Regions from separate parts of the Mus musculus genome. Here region 2 is linked to region 1. The links are chromatin contacts, called in public promoter capture Hi-C maps. All regions are on one chromosome and are shown on one strand. The core of a region is the stretch at or near the end of the contact, and the rest is flanking DNA. Distances in the headings are between cores, read along the strand shown.

Region 1 (3,939 bases), core at 965-3,464:
TTCCATTTTTAGAAATCACACTGTGGCTTAGAATAAAGGAGGGAATGAAATAGAATTCTTTTAGAAGAACAATTCATCAAAAGACGTGTACATTCCAAGATGGCTGTTGGGAATATAGGCAGGTCAGACTTGGAAAAGACTCTAGAGAAACTCTTCAGGAATATAGAAACCAAAGATGGTTTGATGTTTCACGTTTACTAATGGACTAGATCTTAACCTGTGCTATAAAAGCCTTCAGGGAAGAAACCAGATTTCTTACCTCTTTTTTCATAATTGTATTGCTTGTTTAATTTAGGGTCAATGACACGTTAGGAGTGTCTTTACAGCTTAAAACGCAGCTGTAATTTTTGGAAGGCTAGAGCTGTATCTTCATCTTCCAGACATTCCTTGTGACTATACAAGTCTCTGTTAGAAAGGATTATTTCAAGTATTTGGAGTTTCTCATTATTTCTCCAAAGCAGAAGAAAGCTTAATGCAAGTATATTCTCTTTAGCACTAGAATCTGTCCCAAGTTCTGTCAAGATTGCTTTCTGTTGTGAACTTATTAAAAGGCAAATAGCTTGCCTTGCCTTGTTGCTCATTATACAATCCTAGCATTTGAATGAATACTACTATTAATTGTGTATTAGTTGTGGAATAATTATAATAAAGTAATACATTATAATATGTATTATAATATATAACATATGTGTATATATACATATATATGTGTGTGTGTGTGTGTATAATAACATATTTACCTGTGAGATACCAAAGCATTATTAATTTACCCTGTAGTGCACAATTGTTTCATATGCATAAATGGTGATATTTGGAAAATGCAAGCTAATATTGCAAAGTAGTATACAGTTAAAAGCCTTGTACTCTGTGATTTTTCTGTTACATATGGCTACAGATTTTGTTCAATAAATATAGGTTTGCATGTTCATGTTTATTGGAACAAGTTCAAGTGGAAATATATGTGTTTCTAATTTGAGGCACAGTCCACATGCTCATTTTACTCCAGTTCCTTGCTCCCTTAGCTGAAGAAGGAAGGAATGAACTAGGTGTGTGAGCAGATCTGTGTCTCATACGTGGGGAGTAATGGCCATCTGAGTATTCAGTGATTCTGTTTAATATAATATATAGGTAACCAGTTTTCAAAGATGAGAACACTACAAGGTTTCTGTGAACTGTACTTTAGTACAACTTCATGGAACAGGTTTAATATCTTTGACAAGAGATGAGTTTGAAGGCAGTTTAACCATTTTTATTACATTGGATCTTCAAAGTCCATGTCTACCATAAGTACATGGGAAATGTATGATAATAGATGATAGAAGGCCTTTCATTGAGAAAACTGCTGTGGAACGGGTGCATTAAGAAGGGCTACAGAAATTTTTTTTTTCACTAACAGCATTTTCCTTGACACAAGTATACATGCATATCCAGTGCAGGTCATTCAGTAATTATCTCATCAATATTAGAATCACATATTTCATTCATTTAGAATGATATATGAGTGCATAGACAGCATAAACACATAGTCACATAATGGCAGCTGTCAGTTTGTGGTTTTGCTGTAAGCACAGAGCTGCCTTGCCTCACTGTTTGCTGTCATGATCTGGATCAAGAAATTCTACTTCTCACACATACTGTGCCTGCAAAGTACTATACAGTTAAAAGTCTTATACTCTGCTCCACCTGCCCATGGAATTTTATTCATAAATATAATTACTCCTTTGGTCATCAATATTTGTCTAGCACCATTAGAAGTCTTGACCTTCCTTGTAGTATCAGGTCAATATTTTTAGTTGCCTGTGTTTTTGCTCCAGCGGGCTGTCTCAAAGAGATTTCTGACTCAGGATAATTAGAACTGAACTATTGACCCTATACTCAATGCTCCTCGTGTTGGTTGGAAGTAAATGGGTACACATTCAGGAATCCAATTGATCCATCACCTTTCTTCACCTCCATTTCTAATGCACGAGTCAGCTCAGTTCACATGCTTCCTTAATATGTCTGAAATCCACTCCATCTTTTCTTCCCCACCTGTAGAGCTCCTAGCTGGGTTACACAAGTCTCCTACCCAGATCCCTTCCTTCTGCTGCTCTCAGCAGTTGGTTGCTTTGGGGGTTGTTTTGTTTTGTTTTCTATGTCAGTGTGAGGGTGTCTTCTCTGCACTGCTGGGGCCTCTCTGGTTGCTTAGTAACTGCCTGTTCTGGTCTGCCTGTCCAGCCACCCTCGCTCTGCTCTGCCCTGCCCTGCCTTTTGCTTTGCACTCCCTCTAGACCTCGCTGAGTTGCTGCCTAACAGTTGGATGCTCAGGGCTTCCTCCTTAGAATGTGGTCACATTGCTCACAGTTGCTGAATATCTTCTATGTGAGACATCCATCCGTTGGAGACCCTGCAGACATGTCAGTGAATGCGACAGCAAAGCATCCGACTCTCACAGAGCTTGAATTGAGTGGTTTTCATTGACACCCATGCATCTTTCACATTGTAGCTCAGATACCATTTCCATGACCTTGGCTTCAGATACATACATTCACGTCACTCTAGTGTGTAGCGTACTCTGGAGACTTAGGCATGGTCTTAATTTCACTGAATTTTGTTTAGTTTTGTACATGTCTTTTCTTCCAAAAGAGTCATTGTATTTGTGCCAGTTTTAACAGTTGCCTAACACAGTGGCTGGCACATACTCACTGGGGTGGGGGTGGGGTGAGCAAGCCTTCCCGTGCACCTCATTAGGTAATACTAAATAGGCAGTTTTGCATTTTGTAATATCTTTGAGGTTTCCTTGTTCTTAAGTGGGAAGTCACTTATTACAGACCTTATTTTATTTAAATCTGATCATTTAAACAATAATAACAACAAAAAGAATGCTATTCAAAACTGATTGCTCATGCCAGCTGGGCATGGCAGCCTGTCTGTAGACTCTACCAGGAGGCAGAGACAGAATCCTGAGGTCAAACTAGCTACCAGGATTAGCTGATTAATGGTTAGTATCTAAGACAGTCCACAGTGTACCCTGAACACTGGCATATACACTGGAAAGAGGTTTGAACCCCCTTGCCTCTGGGGTCATGTAGCTTCCTTCCAGGGTAGGCGACAGCCACCTGCTCTCTGTAGCTCGGGAGCCTTTAACAACAAAATGAATGTTGTGTGCTGTGCCATGTTCTCATCTCAGTAATAACCAACTTATTTTATTGACAGCCAGAGGAGGTCAGAGGTGACTTGTTTTGCTAGCTGAAATAATTGAGCACAATTTACACTCAACTATGTCTGAACCGTTGGCTTAGAAAGCTTATGTACAAATCAACAAACAAACTCAAATCGGTGAGCTCTGCCTGCCATGATGCCCCTTCAGCGCAGCCTTCAAGCATCATTTCCTTGATATGTATCACCGTGGCATAGTTGATCTTTCTCCCCCTCTTGAAAGGCACTGGGGACATTATACAATCTCCCTTTTCAATTTGACCTCACTTTCCCTTTTCCAAGCCGCATTACTTTTAAGTTAAGTAATGCTCTAATTGCGAGTGTAATTGCTTCTGTGATGAGAGGATTATTGAAGGATTAAAAGGACCTATATCGAAAGGTCTCACGGCTTTGTCTGCTGCAAATAAGGTCTGTAATAAGTGACTTCCCACTTAAGAACATAGAAACCTCAGAGGTATTTGTCATCATTTACAACCAATCAAATAACATTTTGACATGCAAGGAAATGAGCCGTCTAATTATTTTGCCAATATCAGCTCTTACCATTTTGTGATTTACACTGAGGTCAGAAGTTTACTAGCCAAAGCCAGTGAAACTAACCACAATTCAGGTAAGGTCGCTGTAATGATGTTTTTTTTTTTTTTTTTTTTTTTTTTTTTTTTTTCCTGCTGTTTTTCTAATGGAGTTTCTCTCTTGGTGCTGGTGTCTGAATTTGTCTTTCTCTTTTCTGTCTCATTCCTG
Region 2 (3,939 bases), core at 1,049-3,548, 730 kb before region 1:
ACATGAATATGCCTAGTCCTTCAAAACTTCTTCAATCCACTGGCTGCAGCTGACAGGCACTAGGTAAAGAATAACTGAGAGCGTGCCCTCATCGGCCCTTGCTTCTCCTCTCCATTGGCAACCTGTACACTTGCACAAAACGTGGAGCGCCATTCACTCCAACTATGATGAACTACTATGGTTCCCAAACATGTCCAGAACTTTCTCCTTCTCTGCTTTAGCTTAGGTTTTTCTCGAAATCTGGAATGGCCTTCTTACCACCTAATTCTCCCCCCTTTAAACCCCACAGACACACATATCCCTGCCAAAAATCCCATCTGCTGGTTTGACAGCAACCAAATGCTATTCCTCATAGAGCTATCCCCAACCTTCCAGTTAAGAATAAAAGGCTACCTCCTCTATTCCTCTCATAACTATATTTATATATTCCTTTATACTACCAATCATGTGTGGTAATGCAAGAGTCTTCGGAGTACAAGTCAGGTCAGTCACCTTCAACTTGTCTAACAACTAACCCAGCATCTCTGACACTGCAGGGTTTCCCAATCAACCATAAGATGATAACATTTCTAGGCGTTCGTTCCCCCAATCACAGTGGTACTTATACCCTGGGACACTTCTCTAAAAGCCAATTCATCATCGCCTCCTAACAGGAGGGCTGTAGGATTCAATCTGTTCAACGAGGCTGCTCTTAAGAATGAAAAGGTGGCTGTCGAATTGGGCTTGAGTATTCTTCCATTCCTTCAGAAATTCTCTCAGGTTAAATTATGGCCTCAGAGCACAGGTCTGTTATCAGACAGAGCTAGCTGGCATGAGCTCACTTCTTGGGAGAGCCTTGGATCTTCTTAGAAAACGATTTCATTTCTATTTCTTCATGTACAAAATGGGGGAAAGAGCACCTGTGCTTTCAGAGCTTTGGAGAAGTAAATAACAGTAAATGAAAATTAAATACAATGAAATGAGCCTGGGTGCGATGTGCTATGTGCTTGTGCTCGTGCACATATGTGTGTGTGTGTGTGTGTGTGTGTGTGTGTGTGTGTGTGTGCAGCCCAACCTTGAGTCAGAAGTCTTTCTCATTGTCTCTCCTCTTTCTTCACTGAAGCAAAGGATCTAGAGATCACTAAAGGTTAGTCTAGCTCACCAGCTTGCTCCAGGGATCCCTTGTCTCCACCTTCTGAGCACCGGAATTACACATGGGCCACCAGACCCACCCAACATTTCCCAGGGTTCTGGGAACTGAACTACAGATGCTATAACTACTGAGCCATCTCCCCAAACACAAATGAATCTCATATATTTAGGATGCCTGGCCCATAACCTGTTATCACCTCTTCCCATAATGTCCTGAACCTAGTCCACCTGTCACTTACCCGAGCAGTCACTTCTGTACTGTCTCCTACATCTAACTCTTATGGGCAGGTTTCTCTTGTTCAACACTCTATCTCCAACCCTTCCATCAGAGCAGTAGCTAGTTCTGTAAACAAATGCCCCTGGGCTTCTATTTGCCCTTAGCAGGAGCATTTTAAAAATGAAGGTATTTCTTGTCTGCTTCTGTTCACTCTTCCAGAATAAAATCAAAGTTAACCAGTCTCTCTTACATCTGCTAAATCTATTATCTCCTGCTAGACCTGCTGTTATAGGCCCCTCAAAAAGCACTGGTTCTCATAAATCGACAGAATTAGCCAATAAACCATCGACTCCACAACACCACTACTTATGCTCAGTATTTCTTCAAAGCCTAAACGTGGAGAAAAATGAGCAGATTACTAGGAACTAAATGTGTAGAAACTTCAAAAAGACAAGCTAGTATCTTGGATGGATGGGTCGTAAGTGTTTTCCTGAATAGTGTGTATTTGCATGTTTAATTCCCAAGTTCAGGTGAATATGGTGTACAAGGGAAGTCTTAATTTACTGAAGCCTTCAGTAAATAAGACAATGTGTCAAGCATACCTCATCTCTAAAAGCCCATCAGAAGCCACCAAGCCTTGAGAACAGACTTCCCAGACGTCTCTAGGCTTGGTCCTAGATCTAGCAGCCAGTGACCTGAGGACAGACCGACCACTGCTTAAACCCGGAAGAAAGCGGCAGTGCAGAGAAGCCGCCACAGCTCCCACGCAGCCTGCACCCAGCAGCCCACCCCTACCCGGTACTCACCACCAGCGAGGCCGTGAAGCCCGGCGCGTCCATGGTCTCCCAACGCCGCCAAGGTTAAAAATCACAAGCTGGGCAAAAGCAGGTGCTGACTTAAAGAGCTGGGCGCCGCCATGTTGGGGCGGGATATGGAGCAACTACTTCCGGGGCAGAACTCGTGACGTCACACCACAACAAAAGCACGTGCGTCGCTCGGTGCTGGTCGCTGAGCCTTTCCTGGAGGACCCTGGGGTTTGGAGCTTCTCCGGCTTCCTGTCCTTCAGCAGCCGGCTCCGGAGGCGCTAGGCAAGAGCCTCGCACAAGCCTGTGGCCCCGGATGGGATCTACGAAAGACCCCGGAGGAGAGACCAGAGCTGGCAGGACTGGGACCAGGCGGCACTGCCTGTACCTGAAGGCCAGCCCTGTGGTTTCCTACTCACAATCCAAGTCCGTTATTCCTTCGCTTTATCTGTGCAGGCTGGCTGGATTTCTGTTGATCCAATTCCAGAAAGAAAGAAAAAAAATGTTAAACAAAAATACGTTTTTATTACCAAAAAAAAAAAAAAAGTATTCTCCATTTGTACTGACGTTTATTTCTCTTTAAATTAATGTACTTAAAGTAGGAGAGTGATCACTAGAGACTACGAAGGGAAGAAGGATGGAGGTAGCTGCTATCAAAATACAATTAGTTAGGGCCAGTGAGATAGCTTAGTAGGTAAAGGCGCTTGCCTCCAATTCTGGAGGTGACAACTAACAAATTCCTATTAGATAGGGCGAGTGAGATGGTTCTGCAGGTAAAAGCTCTTGCCACCAACCCTGCAACCTGAGTTCACTCCCTGGGACCCATAGGGTGAAAGAGACAACCAGTTCCCACAAGCTGTCTCCCAATGTCTGTGGACATACCTAATATTTATTGTATATCATATATTTTGCATATTATATTTTATTACATATTAATATGTTGATAGTGAAATAAATAGAATTTAATACTTAAAAAAATACAGCTTAATAGTGAGTGTAACTCAATGGTAGAATATGTGTTTACCTAGCAGGGCCCTCGTGTAGATGGAGGAAGACAGGAAGAATAAGTACCATTGCTCTGCAGGACAGTAGGATTGCTAGTTTACAATTTACTTACGTGTGTGTGTGTGTGTGTGTGTGTGTGTGTATTTCAGTTGGTATTTGAGTTTCACTGTAGCCTATGATAGGCTAGAACTGGCAATGTAGTTATGTAGTTCTGGTGACCTCAAACTCATAACAATTGTCCTGCCTCTGCCTCCCAAATGTTGGAATTACAGATGTGAGCCATTACACTTGGATAATAATTTGGGTTTTCTTTCTAGGGTCTTGAACATGCAAGGGCAGTATAGATGTAGCCACAAAGGCTACATATATAGTTCCACCTACCTAGTCACTGTTATATATTTTTATAGAGAACTAAAAGAAAATAGAAAATTTCAAAGATGACCCACAAAGAAATGATATTTAAGGAATTATACATGCTAATGGCTGACTTAGCCATTTCACATCGTGTGGGTGTATTGAATTATCACCCACTACCCTAATAAATTTGTACAATCACTGTGTCAGTAAAAAATAAAGTGGCATAAAAAAATGACTTGCTTTGATAGTTGATTATTCATCTTGCTCACTGTGAAGGCAACGTGTGCTCTTGGATGAACATGTCATTAACTATTTAGCAAGTTTCTTGGAGTAGACTTGTCTTCCCATTTACTGGACAATACCTTCTAACCTCCGCATGCATGAAGGGCCTACTACATCTCAGGTAGCAGGTATGTTGTAGAACTA

The links. Promoter capture Hi-C pulls out the DNA fragments that hold promoters and counts their contacts.
Region 2: a promoter capture Hi-C map of hippocampal neurons shows a contact between it and region 1, with 2.3 times the contacts expected there. The contact joins the promoter of Slc25a26 here to the enhancer-like site in region 1. A contact is called at or near these places in 6 of 39 promoter capture datasets (the 3T3-L1 cell line, hippocampal neurons, liver and 1 more), 1 of 115 datasets of contacts at active chromatin or transcription factors (embryonic stem cells) and 1 of 9 other capture datasets (adipose tissue).

Annotation. Positions count from the first base shown.
Region 1 is chr6:93,769,561-93,773,499 of GRCm38.p6, reverse strand. The region is part of intron 6 of Magi1 (membrane associated guanylate kinase, WW and PDZ domain containing 1); the gene reads left to right. Among named protein-coding and RNA genes, the nearest start is that of Gm23035, 22 kb to the left of the region's middle. Within about 2 kb of position 2,214, at least 55 of the 459 cell types and tissues checked have an H3K27ac peak or open chromatin away from gene starts, as enhancers often do. A contact at or near this core is called in adipose tissue, hippocampal neurons and liver, where this site is marked.
Region 2 is chr6:94,498,673-94,502,611 of GRCm38.p6, reverse strand. It overlaps Slc25a26 (solute carrier family 25 (mitochondrial carrier, phosphate carrier), member 26), which reads right to left and starts at 2,298. Exons shown (of 10, transcript NM_026255.5): 1 at 2,155-2,298. The coding sequence starts at 2,187.